2 separate regions of the Hordeum vulgare genome follow, and region 1 is linked to region 2. A link is a contact called in public Hi-C data. All regions are on one chromosome and are shown on one strand. Each heading gives the region's core, a stretch centred on a gene start, on an enhancer-like site or on the middle of the called end of the contact. The rest is flanking DNA. Distances are from core to core; before and after follow the strand shown. Region 1 holds the start of LOC123449211 (protein NRT1/ PTR FAMILY 8.3-like). Region 2 holds the start of LOC123446734 (glutamate decarboxylase 1-like).

Evidence for each region. Hi-C and Micro-C count contacts between places; a contact is called where the count stands out from the background.
Region 1: a contact with region 2 is called in a Hi-C map of seedling, with 5 times the contacts expected there. The contact joins the promoter of LOC123449211 here to the promoter of LOC123446734 in region 2. A contact is called at or near these places in 3 of 6 Hi-C or Micro-C datasets (leaf and seedling).

Annotation. Positions count from the first base shown.
Region 1 is chr4H:514,705,279-514,711,799 of MorexV3_pseudomolecules_assembly, forward strand. It overlaps LOC123449211 (protein NRT1/ PTR FAMILY 8.3-like), which reads left to right and starts at 4,765. Exons shown (of 5, transcript XM_045126348.1): 1 at 4,765-5,025. The coding sequence starts at 4,960.
Region 2 is chr4H:514,443,772-514,450,461 of MorexV3_pseudomolecules_assembly, forward strand. LOC123446734 (glutamate decarboxylase 1-like) reads right to left here and starts at 2,007. Exons shown (of 6, transcript XM_045123285.1): 1 at 1,724-2,007; 2 at 1,440-1,644; 3 at 1,163-1,363; 4 at 852-1,066; 5 at 448-754; 6 at 1-337. The coding sequence starts at 1,809.

The DNA.
Region 1 (6,521 bases), core at 3,515-6,014, 260 kb after region 2:
GATGGCGGGAACAACAACTCAAAGCTGACCAGACATTGGACCACATCAATCTGTAACCCTGATAGACTTTCTCGATCGATTACCTTCTGAGAAATTGCATTGAGGAATGCACATACCTTCACAATTGCCAGGCGAACATTTTCTGGTAGAATTCCCCTCAATGCAACCGGAAGCAATTGCATCATAAGCACGTGGCAGTCATGAGACTTTAGGTTTTGAAATTTTTTGTCTTTCATATTTACGATTCCCTTTATATTAGACGAGAAGCCAGTCAGGACCTTGATACTGAAAAGGACTTCAAAGAAGATTTCCTTCTCTTCCTTAGTAAGAGCGTAGCTGGCACGCCCTTGAAACTGCCCTGGATGCATGTCATCTCTTCCTTTATGACGTTCCTGGTCCTCCCGTGCTTCCGGTGTATCTTTTGACTTCCCATACAAGCCCAAGAAGCCTAGAATATTCACGCAGAGATTCTTCGTCAGGTGCATCACGTCGATTGCCGAGCGGACCTCATGGACTTCCCAGTAGGGTAGCTCCCAAAATATAGATTTCTTCTTCCACATGGGTACGCGCTTATAAGGGCCGGTAGAAACAGGTTGGCTGCCAGGACCCTTTCCAAAGATTACTTTTAAATCTTTGACCATATCAAATACTTCAGCACCAGTACGGATGACAGGCTTCCCCTGGGGTTCTGCCTTGCCATTGAAATGCTTGCCTTTTTTCTTTAAGGGATGCTTGGGCGGAAGAAAACGACGATTGTACGGGTACACATTCTTCCTATATTTGTCCAGATATATACTTTCTGTCTGATCCAAACAGTGCGTGCATGCATTGTATCCCTTGTTTGACTGTCCTGAAATGTTACTAAGAGCAGGCCAATCATTGATGGTTACGAAAAGCAACGCTCGAAGGTCAAATTCCTCTTGTTTGTGCTCGTCCCACACACGTACACCTGGGTCGGCCCACAGCTGTAGAAGTTCATCAACTAATGGCCTTAGGTACACATCAATATCGTTGCCGGGTTGCTTTGGACCTTGGATAAGCACTGGCATCATAATGAACTTCCGCTTCATGCACAACCAAGGAGGAAGGTTGTAGATACATAGAGTAACGGGCCAGGTGCTGTGACTGCAACTCTGCTCCCCAAAAGGATTCATGCCATCTGTACTCAGACCTAACCATAAGTTCCTTGCGTCAGCTGCAAATCTCGGGAACTCTCTCTCGATTTTTCTCCACTGCCCACCATCAGCGGTGTGCCTCAACTTATCGTCTTTCATACGATCTTCCATGTGCCATCGCAACAACTTCGCATGATCTTTATTTCTGAACAGACGTTTCAACCGTGGTATTATAGGAGCATACCACATCACCTTGGCAGGAACCCTCTTCCTGGGTGGCTCGCCCTCAATATCACCAGGGTCATCTTTTCTGATCTTATACCGCAATGCAGTGCATACCGGGCATTTATCCATGTTCTCGTACTTCTCACCAGGGTAGAGGATGCAGTCATTAGGGCATGCATGTATCTTCTGCACGTCTAATCCTAGAGGGCAGACAAGATTCTTTGCTTCGTACGTGCTGGCGGGCAATTCGTTCTTTCTTGGAAGCATCTTCTTCATCAGTACCAGCAACTTTTCGAATGAAGAGTCAGTCACACCGGTCTCTGCCTTCCACTTCAGCAATTCCAGTGTGCTACCCAGCTTCTTCTCGCCATCTTCACAAGTTGGGTACAACAATTTGTTGTGGTCCTGTAACATCTGCTCGAACTGCAGCCTCTCCTTTTCTGTGTCGCAACCTCGCCGTGCATCAGAAATGACCCGGCCAAGATCATCAGCGGGCTCATCTGGTTCCCGTTCTTCATCCTGATCTTCTGCTTCATTGTCTTCCATTGCGGTATCAGCATACTCAGGGAACATAGATCGGTAGTTGTCATCATCGTTCTCTTCTTCATCGTCGTCTTCCATCATAACCCCTCTTTCTCCGTGCTTGGTCCAAACATTATAGCCCGACATATAACCGGACCGAAGCAGGTGGCTCTGAATGACTCTTGAGGAAGTGTAATCCTTCTCATCCTGACATTGAACACATGGACAAAACATATAGCCATCACCATGTTTGTTCGCATCGGCTGCATCTCGAAAAGAATGCACGCCTTCTCTGTAAGCGGTTGTGCATCGATCACGGTACATCCATGGATGGCTTATCTGCGTTATACGACAGTATATCAAATACAATCACGATTCTAAAAATTAGTACTGCACGGTCTAAACGAGGAAATATAGTTGCTAACCTTTTAGAATAAGTAGAAATAAAGAGGAAGAGGTTTAAGCGTGGCTTGGACATCTCATATCGTAGTTGTGTTCGGTGAACTGAAGCGACATCGCTCTAACACACATTTCAACAAACACCTCTAGTACATCCAAGAAAAATGGAGAGATAGCACACACCCACACTCTTCCATTCAAGAAAAATGCAAGGAAGGGGGGAGAGGGGGTTGTGGCCAATATATATAGGCAGAGGACTTTAGTCCTGGTTTAAGACACAAACCGGGACTAAAGGTGGCGCACATGTGGGCTGCACACCGGTAGCCCTTTAGTCCCGGTTTGAGACACAAACCGGGACTAAAGGCTCCTTACGGGCCGGGACCAAAGCCTCATGGACGGCATTGCGATTTGGGGCGACGTGGCCGGGCCTTTAGTCCCGGTCCAGAGGGAGGCCGGGACTAAAGGGTCCAGGCAAAAGGCCCGTTTTCCACTAGTGAGCAGCTAGAGTCTTGCGTCGACTTCGCCGTTGTCGAAGTTGTGGGCGTAGCTGACGTAGTCGTACATGAAAGTCCTGCACGGAGGCGCCTCCGAGCGGGAGGCCGGCGCGGCCTAGGAGGCGGCTCACCGCGACGCGTGCTTTATAGAAGACGTGCCGGAGCGTCACGCGGTAGTGGCACCCGAGCACGACGACCTCGTCCTTGCTCATCTCGAGCCCATACAACAGTCCAACAATCCAACAATGTTACACTGGTGATGGATAAGTACAGGTACACTTCGGTGAACGGAAGTTTGAGACTCATCATCATCAGCAAGGATTGCCTTGAAGCTAGTATCTCTAGAGGGCACAACCATCGGCTTGAGAAGAAGAAAAACCCAACACCTTCGTTAAGAGCATCTCCAACGGGAGTTCAAGAAAGATCTCGCACGTTAAAAATCAATGTTCTTGTGCGCGACAAAAAACAATGCTCCAGCAAATATTGTAAAATAGAGCGTACATAAAAAAGGTCAGCGCGCGGTAAATGTTGGGTGTGCTATCTACCGGAGTGCATATTTGAGACGTCGGATTATGCGCGTTGTTCGCTGCAGGTGAGGGCGTCGGATCGGACGCCATATTTTACAACGTCTATTGAAGCAAACGTTCTCCAACGCACTAAAAACGTTATTTCGGCGCTGAATAATGTTTTTAGCGAGCGGTTGTTGGAGATGCTCTAACAAATCCCAAATAAATCAGGGACGAAATAGCTCCCAAGTTTCCCAACACCTCGATCCTTACGCACCCGCGCGTCGGCCGCCTGACGCTTCCTATGTTCCCTGGCGGCGACGGTCAATCTAATGCGGGTGAGCACCGTGCTCAAGAGCGACGGCGAGGAGATCTGGTACTCGTTCATGACCTAGCCGATGGGGTCCTTGTTGCCCGCACACTTGTAGGTGAGGTACCACGACAGCGGCCCCTGCGACACGACATCATTCTCCGACTCGTCCCCCTCTTCTCGTTCTCTTCTCTCCCCTGCTTCTTCTTCCTCTGCTCTTCCCCTTTCTCTTCTTTGCTCATTGTCACACATGACGCCATGACCGCCTCGGAAGGTCACCTCGCCTTTACGGTTGAAGAAACTACGAACCGATCGCCTGAATGAAATCATGACATCGATGTGCATCTTTTTCGTATAGACTTTATCTCAATTCAAAGTACTGTTGTGTAGATTAGAAGGGACGAAGAAAATGGGATTAGGGAGGAGTTTAGTGGAGGGAGAAGAAACCACGCCCAAAGCTTGCATCCCTATTCTCTCGTGCAAGGGGACCCAGCACTAGCGCTAGAGGTGGCTCGACTCAGCCCGATTCGCTGAAAACTGTCGATTTGACCGTTCATAGTGAAGTTGGCTGAGGAGTGCTTAAGTTTCGTTCGGACTAACATTTGTATGCGACCCGACCAACCAAACAGCCCAAAAACATCTCGTGCGGGGTCTGGTCGGGCCTGGTACAAGCAACCAAGCGCATCCTAAATGCATGTCATCTCGCTTACTTTGTTTTTTTTTTCTATTTGTATGCTATTCGTATCCTATAAATCGGAGGAGGCCTTAGTATAAGACTGTCCATAGTGGGAGTAACTTTACTAGTAACATCGGGTCCAACTCGGTAAATTCGCTTATGTGACAATGATTTAATGAGGAAAGAAATGAGTAACATAGCTAGTTATTCATACTATGGAAAACATCACACATATCAAAACAAGACGAGTCTATAAGCTAAAAAAATAAAGTGTTGTATGACATCACATATATGTTACCCCTTTATGAAGGTAGTAACATAGACTAGTAACATAGCATGTTGGTAGTTGAAGTTAATCCCCATTATGACTAGTCTAACAGTATGACATAGCAAGTTCGGGGCATTCACTAGGAAAACCCTCACATGAAACGTTCACAAGATAACATTAATTAGAAAGTTTTGCAATTACATAAGTTTGAGAGGGCATGTATGCAATACACTAATAGAATGAAGACTAATGGCTACTCTGCCGGAGGCAGCAGCAGAGATTATCTTTGTTGCTTCGCCGTCGCCTCCTCTCTGGCTTCAGTAATTAAGTAAAGGTGGTGGTTGCACAAAGTCTCCAAATAAGCAGGAGTCAACTCACCGTTCATCGAGCATTCCAAGTTTTATTCGAAGGGAAACAGCCCTCGGAGCTTCCCAAGCCGCATTCATGGGTTCGTCGCTAGGGGAAGAGGAGGAGGAACGGATGCTGCTGGTGCGCGCGACGCCGCCGGAGGTACTCCCGTCTTCTCATCCCCCCTCCATGAAATTTCTAGTCGTTCTGCTTGCTTGTTCCATCAAGATTCAAGAATCCCGAATAGGGTTTGGACTTTGGATTTCCCCAATCCCCTTTAAGCACTCCCCAGCCAGGTTCGCTAGGAACGGCCGAATCGCTTTAGGATTGCGGTATACACCCCCCCCCCCCCCCCTTTTTTTTATCGAGTTTCTGATATAGTATCCCGTAATTGGATGTAGTATATGGATTATATTGGAGGCTTGGAGCACGCAATTCTTCTGAGGCCTGCAGAATTATTGACTTGTACAGATTATACCACTTAAAATCGAAGTTGAGCAAATTATTTTTCCTAAAATTAATATTTGCTGTTCGAAGTGAACTTCGCTGATGTTCTTGCTTGTTAGGTCGGATGGTTAATTTGACTGGTAGGTTCTTTGATGGTTTGGTTGAAAGCGATGGAATAGAATGCGATAAACGTGTTTGACTGGAAGGTTAAGGTTGTGATCGTTATATTATGGATTGCTGTCTTTTCAATCAACTTATCTGCGGGGAGAAACTTCTAATATTGATCAATGGGCTATTCCAGATTACTACGTAATGAAAGTAGAACATTCTAAAGTTTGGAGTTATATGCATCTAGGATGAAAATTGGATATCGGATTACTGTTGTTTTATCCAAAATGATTGTCAATTTTTTTTATGCTATACTGTTTTATCCATAAAAAACACTATAAAGTGACAATCGGACGTACACTGTCTCTCTATCCAGTTGTCATATCTGAACTATTGGATCCATTTCCAATCTATCGAAACATGTAATGACTCCCTACTTTGTGTTCTTGGAAAATATACTCTTTTAGTACTAGAATTCTTAAACTGTAGCTGCAGTAATCTGTACTTGAGTAACAACCAGGAATTGCTCTGTGAAATGTTCAACTCTTTAGACTGGTCATTCATTTTGGAAAATAATGTACTCCATAACATTTATGAAGTTGAAAATTTGCTCCATGGCTGGAATTTTCCAGATGGATAACTCTTTGGTCTGAGCATCTCAGAATTTTTTTTCCCACTTCATGCATTTTTTCTCAAGGATATATGCCTTGTGCATACATACATGCTCCTAAACTATCAAGCATGTTGGGAGCTCTTTTTTGCACGTTTGAATCTACATTTATTCTGAATGCACAATGTTTTTTTCCTTTACTTTTTGAGTTAACACAAAGCTTTGTATATCAATGCACTGATAGATGGGAAAAGTATTTACATGGTTACAAGTATCCAGTCACAACAACCACCTGTGCCACAGCCTTAAGCGCTAAGCTCCTCCATTACTGATGCTTGGAGTCTAGTCACTTCTGCTCAGATACACAACCTTGCCTCCTGTGGCCTAGTGGCACAAGCCGATGAACGCGTCTCCAATGGCAGGAGGGCACCCAGTCAATCAGATCCATGAGAGCACCTTGTTCCACAATGGTGTCCCATGGAAGCTAGGGCCC
Region 2 (6,690 bases), core at 757-3,256:
GCTTGGAGGGGAGCACGTCGAGCTGGGCCATGACGGTGTCGATGTCGATGACGAGGCGCTCGGCGAGGGTGCGGCTGAACTCCTCCCGGATGACGACGCGGAGCACGGTGACGTGCTGCGCGTCGGCCGGCATGGTGTAGGCCGGCACGATCCAGCCGAAGCGGCGCAGCATGTCGGAGATCTCGAACTCGTCGTGGCGGCTGTGGTCCTTGAGCGAGAAGGCCACCAGCGGCACGCCCTCGTCCTTGGACACGATGTTGAAGCGCCCCGTCTTCTCCAGTCCCTCCTTCACCACCATGGCGTTCTCCTGGCAGTTCTCCATGATGTTCCTGTACCCCTGCGTTGTTGCATGGGATGGAATGGATAGATCGTGTCAGTCAGATCACCCAACGGATGAACTCTCCTCCCCCGGCATGATGAATGTTTGAATTGGTGGTAGATGGGTACCTCGAAGCCGTGGCGGATGAGCTGGTAGTACTGCGCGATCACCTGGCTGGAGCCCTTGGAGAAGTTGAGGGTGAAGGTGGGCTGGTCGGTGCCGAGGTAGTTGATGTGGAAGATGAGCTCGTCGGGCAGGTCCTCCTTGCTGCGCCAGACGCACCAGCCGATGCCGGGGTAGACGAGGCCGTACTTGTGGCCGCTCACGTTGATGCTCTTCACCCACGGCAGCCGGAAGTCCCACTCCAGCTCCGGGTACAGGAACGGCGCGATGAACCCGCCGCTCGCCGCGTCCACATGGATCGGCGTCTCCCACCTGCAAAGAATTTACATTCAGCACACGAAATGACGCGACTCTGTTTCTTGTTTCAGCAGTCGCTCCTCTGCTCTTGTAATGGTATTACTGCTCTGACCCTGTCTGCTTGTTCTTGTCTTCGAGCAGGTCGTTGATGCGCTTGACGTCCTCGAACTCGCCGTTGAGCGTGGAGCCGAGGATGGCCGCCACGCAGATGGTGTTCTCGTCCACCATCTCCACCGCCTGCTCCGGGTCCATCACGTAGTACCCCTCCCGCAGCTTCACCTCCTTGAGCTCCACCTCAAAGTACCTCGCGAACTTCTCCCAGCAGACCTGCACGGACGTACAGTACGTGCCAAACGAATTAGTAATTCAATTGAAATGTGGGCATGGCTGGGCTTGTGAGTTCTCGGCTGTCGATATAATAACCTGGACGTTGGCGCCGGTGATGATGTTGGGCTTGTCGAACGGTTTCCCCTCTGCCTTGCGCTTGTTCTGCCACCTCCGCTTGAAGGCCAGCCCGGCCAGCATGATGGCCTCCGACGACCCCACCGTGCCCACGCCCACGGCCGTCTCCGACTCGCCCAGCGGCGCGTGGAAGAGATGCGCGATCATGTTCACGCACCGGTTCTGCGCCAATGCCGAAACAACGTCAGTACGCATAACAAGAGAAACAACGGCCCGGCTGGAAGCAGAGAATACGCACCTGGAGCTCGGTGGTGACCGGGTACTCGTCCATGTCGACGTAGTTCTTGTTGATGGAGGCCATGATGAGCTTGTCGCACTCGGGCTCCATCCACGTGGTCACGAACGACGCCAGGTTCAGCCGCGGGTTGCCGTCCAGCATCAGCTCGTCGTTGATGATCTGGTACGCCGCCTCCTTGGGGATCGAGTTCTCCGGCATGCGGTACCTGCACGCACGCACCAATCATTAGGCGATGAACACGCCATTAGGCAACGAACAAGAACAAGAGGCGCGCGCGCGCATACCTCGGGAGGGACGACCGGACATAGCGGGAGGCGAAGGTGGAGTGAACAGACACGTCGGTGTCCGAGGCGGCCCTGGAGAGCACCATGGCTGGCTGCTACTCGCTCTTGGCTCTGGAACTGCTTGAATCAGTCAGGCGCAATACGATGCGATGACTTTGGTGGTGTGTGCTATGGCGGAGGCGGCAGCCCGGGTATATATACGCGGCCGAGGGGGCGACGCGGGGGCGCAAACATGGAAGTTCTTGGGCAGGGGGGCAAGACGAGACGAAGGCCTTCCGTGGGGTGGTGCGTTTGCCATTGCCGCGCGCGCGCTCCCAAAAGGAAAAGGAAAGGTCAAAAGAGGAAGGAGAGGGTTGGTCTTGGTCAGCCTCGGGCCTGGTCCAGTGCTGCTACTATTCGTCTTGTGCCGGGAAATAGGCAGGAGCAGCACCAGCAGATCGTCACCTGCCTTAACTTTGTGGCTAGACTTGGACCTGTCCACTCCAATGCTTCAAACTCGTGTCAAACAACAGATCTTTTGGTCGAACAAAAATGTCAAACAATAATTCAATTCCTTGTTTTTTTAACACAGTACAGACGCAGGCATATCCTATCCCTATGAGCACCTTCGACAGACTGGACCGGCATATCATCTTGAGATTTTACCAAGGCATCTCGTCGTCATCGACATGAAAGTCTCCTTTCACTGAAAGTTATCGTCGAAAATTCTGAAATAAATTCAGAAATGATACAAGCATCAGATGGGTTGAAGATATCAATGCCCTTCTAACCATTCAATAATAAATTGGTTTGCCCCGCTTACATTGTTGAGGTATATACTTGTGATGTCCGTACACGCCGAGCACGGGCAGAGTCGGTCTTCCATGGAACAAAACCATGGGCAAAACAAGGTGCACATCGATCATATCTAACATGACATACGCGACTCTCTCGCGTGCGTTTGGGCCATTTCCCCCTCTGGGTGCAGTGACCGCGTCCAGCACCGACCGACGTCCCTGCCAGCCGCGGGTTTCCCTTTTCCTTTCCCGGACCAGGCGAAACCGCCGTCACCAGTCGCGCCTCCCCGCGGCGCGTCTTGCCGTCCAAGAGAAGGGAGTGGATTCCTCCCCCTTTCCCGTCCCTCGTGCCCACCGACTCGCGCCGTTCCTGGTTCCCACCGCTCGCCGTCTTCAACGCGCAAGAGCAGGCGCGTATGCATGCAAGTTTTGGAAGGGCTCGACTCGACATGCATACATACTGTATATGTTGACCTCCACACATTACGGAGCAAGGCATAGAAAATGTCCAAACCCATGGTGTTCTTGCTCTTCTAATTGCGTGCCTAACTGATACTACTAGGTTAAAGGTTATATACGTACCCTCTTGATGCTCTATTTTAGGCTAACAAAACCCCATTTTCTGTCGAAATAACAGTTTAATGCTGCTAGGCAGTAGCACTCTAGCAGATAGCACGACGTGACGTACGTGCTCAAATCAAGATGAAGAATTCCCTGCCGCACAACCAGAACCAGCAACATCGCCCGCAGAAAACTTCGGTGGTTCCGTGTGAAGCCACCGAAAGGGGCATCGCCCGTACAAGTTACGAATCATGCAGCTCCCGATATTGTCGCTGGAGTCTCAGAAAGAAGAAGGAAGGGACGCGGCTACTGGTAGTAGGCAGCAGCCGAATAAAATCATCCAGGGGAGGTGCCAGCGGTTTTCCGGTTCAGTTTACAACTGGAAGAAACATTCTACGGCACCGCGCCGCGTCTGCCTGCCGTCCCCAGTTGGGGCTTGAGATCAGGTTGAATTGCTGGTGTGCATCGTCGTTTGCTTCTTGCCAACAAGCAAGGAATCCGAGGACTTTTTTGCGCTCCGTTTGGCTTGAACCGACCGTGTCGCTTCAACCTTTTCTGGACTACATCTCATCTCATGGTCGCGCCCTTTTTTGGTGAAAAGTAATACTTTTTTTTTGATTTGTTTTTTAGGGGTATCATTAAGCTTTATTATTCAAAATTCATGTGACGTGGAATAAAAAAGGATCATGGATTGAACCAACCGGACATGTCGCCCCTCATTGATAGAATGAGAAAACAAGTCCAACTGTAACCTAACTTGTACATAATATTCGACACATCGGTGAAAAAGTTCGACGAAACTAAAACCTTGGGTTATGGCAAACACTGATGAAGGATTTGTTGGCACAACATGGATGCTTGAAGGCGTTGTTGCAGGAAGTCAAGCCAGCTAAGATGGAATCATCATGTTATGGATGGAGATTCACGGAAGACGATTTTGAAGCCTCGAGCGTGTCATACAGTCGATAAGTTCGGCTGGGTCGGACTCGACAGTCTGACGAATCGACGCAAGTCAGTTGATACAGAAGACGGTGGTTGGATCGACGACGACGACATAGGAGTGTGATGCTGATGGTGACCGACTTCTGGGCGTGGAAACACGTAGCGTAGGCCCGGAGGGCTTGTGTGGCTTCAACAAGACTATGACGCGGGGTTGCTTCAAGACGGTGCACATGAGAGCTTGAAGTCGACGGGGCGCGAGGGTGGATTGATCATCTAGCATGGAGTCATGTTGAAGGTGGAGCTGGAGTATGGAGGACTTCACTCGGTGTTGATTGAGAGGCTACGACGTAAGTGCATAGAGAGTCGAAGCCTATTTAGTGGGAAAAAAGCGAGTGACACACAATTCGGACTCGAGCCCAGTGGTCTGATGGAAGCGTGAAACTCGTCATTGATCGGTCATGCTCGGTGGTACTCTACAGTGGGGGTTGAGTGGTGTGGGTTCACGACCCTTGAGACTTGACTGGGACAACGGAGGCTTGACGCGGTAATAGCGATGAGGCGTGCGGTACACACGGGCATGGGGACGGGCTAGGGCACTGGTGGTCATACATGTGGTGAGACGACTACAAATTTGACTCGAGATGGCGACAAGCAATGGCAAAATTCTTTCAAGCTTCAGACAGGCGGTCAAGAAAGAGCGGTGATATTGAGTTCGGGTAACTCTTATGTGCGAGACCCAATATGTGAGTTGTTCACTTTCATGCAGGTCACTGATGGGCGTGTGATGGTGTTGGATAATCTGAAAGTTGGGAGAGAAAACTAGAGTAATGTGGAACTTAATTTCGCTCGAGCGTTGACTGTGGTCCAGAAAAGAAGGGACTACAAATTGCGGGTGGAGTCATATGGAGTCTTTGGAGTAGCAGCGGTTCTCATTGGATAAGTTCAAGTCCAATGTACATGAAAGTTCGACGCACGAACGAATTCAAGGTGGTGGAGAATATTCGTCAAGGTGGAGTTTGTTAGAGTTGTGTTGAATATTTTGCACAAGATAGATTACAGTTGGACTTGTAGTTGTATTGTGTTTAGATATGATTGTTTAGATAGGATATGGAGTCGTGTACAAGCAGGACACCTGTATCCTAGGCCTCTCATATATAGCGGGGCTAGACACACGATGTAATCTATGCCAACATAATATCACTGGCGTGCAGGGGGAGCCGACGATGTGTACCGACGCCTAGGTGCGGTATTGTGACGGTGTCACGGGGAGGAGCTCCCGTAGTCAATGCCCCGCGGACGTAGCCATATCGGTGAACCTCGTTAACAAATCTCGGTGTTGTGTTCGTGTGTTTGCAACAAGGCTGCGATATATATATATATATATATATATATATATATATATATATATATATATATAGTCCGTCTATTTTGCTAATATTAGCAGAATAGTTATTCTGCTAACACTTTTCAACTGCACGTTCAACGGTAATGCACTACATCATTTTCAAAACAAGCACTCGAGCGTGTCACGAGAAAAAAAAACTTCACACGCATTTCTCACACCGTTTTGGCTCTAGTCTTTAAATTGTTTGTCGGAATAAGACGTATAATATACCGTTGGATTGCTACAGAAAATCCCCATGTCGAACATTTTTCACGATTCCTCAAGGCTTAAAAGCAGTTTAGAAAATGGTGGGCGCATGACGGGCTGCAGCGAGTGTATTTTTACATTTTTTTTCTAAATCACTCGTCGGAATGAAGCAAATGATATGGATTTGGAAAGATATCGTCGAGACGAATCTTTTTCATGTAATTCCAAATTTCAAATACCTTACGGTTTGAGAGTAATTTCAAATCTACTAAAAACAGAATTATGTTTTTTTGTAATTTTTTGTTTTTTGGGACAGTTTTTGCTGCAGCTTTTAAACCATCCCACGGAACGAGGTGTATAATACGGTGTTGAAAATCTGCAAAATATGCGCAACTTTCATATGTTGGCCATTTTGAAATTAAGGAAATTTGTTACGGTTTAAGGCACTTTTGAAATTAAGGAAATGCAGATACTATGTTTTTCGTGACACCAAAGTCGACGCATGAACCGCATGAGACCGAAAAGTGCACTTCTTCACGTTCAAGACCACACTCCATCCAACGGGCACGTAAATTGCATGATTTTCTTTTTTTTTCTAACTCTTTTATGAACGAGAGTGGACCTCGGAGACGAGGGCAAGTGAACCATACTGCATCACAGAGGAGAACGCACTTCTTTGGACTAAATGATTTTTTGCTCATTTCTGTGACTTTTTATAATGAGTGTGGAGCACAAAGACGAGGGAACCGCACTACATTGTCATCAAAGGGGACTGCATGTTGTTTGACTATTCTCTTCTATTTAGGCGTGGGCGTTCAGTCTAATCGAACCGATCGGTTCGGTTTTCTAGGTCACAAACATTTTCGGTTTCTTAAAACATGCACACCGATCGGGTCATGCATACTTAGGTAATTGATTTTTTTTAAAAGCGAAAAATCGGTTCGGACACCCATTTTGACCGAAGTAGCCAAAGTCCAGTACTAGTACGGGACAATGCAAAAGGTTTGTCCTAGCTGTCTTTTATACTTTTCCCTACGGGAAACGTTCCCTTCGGCGCGCCGGCGGAACCGACGCGCCGGTCGCTCGTTGTCTCGCGT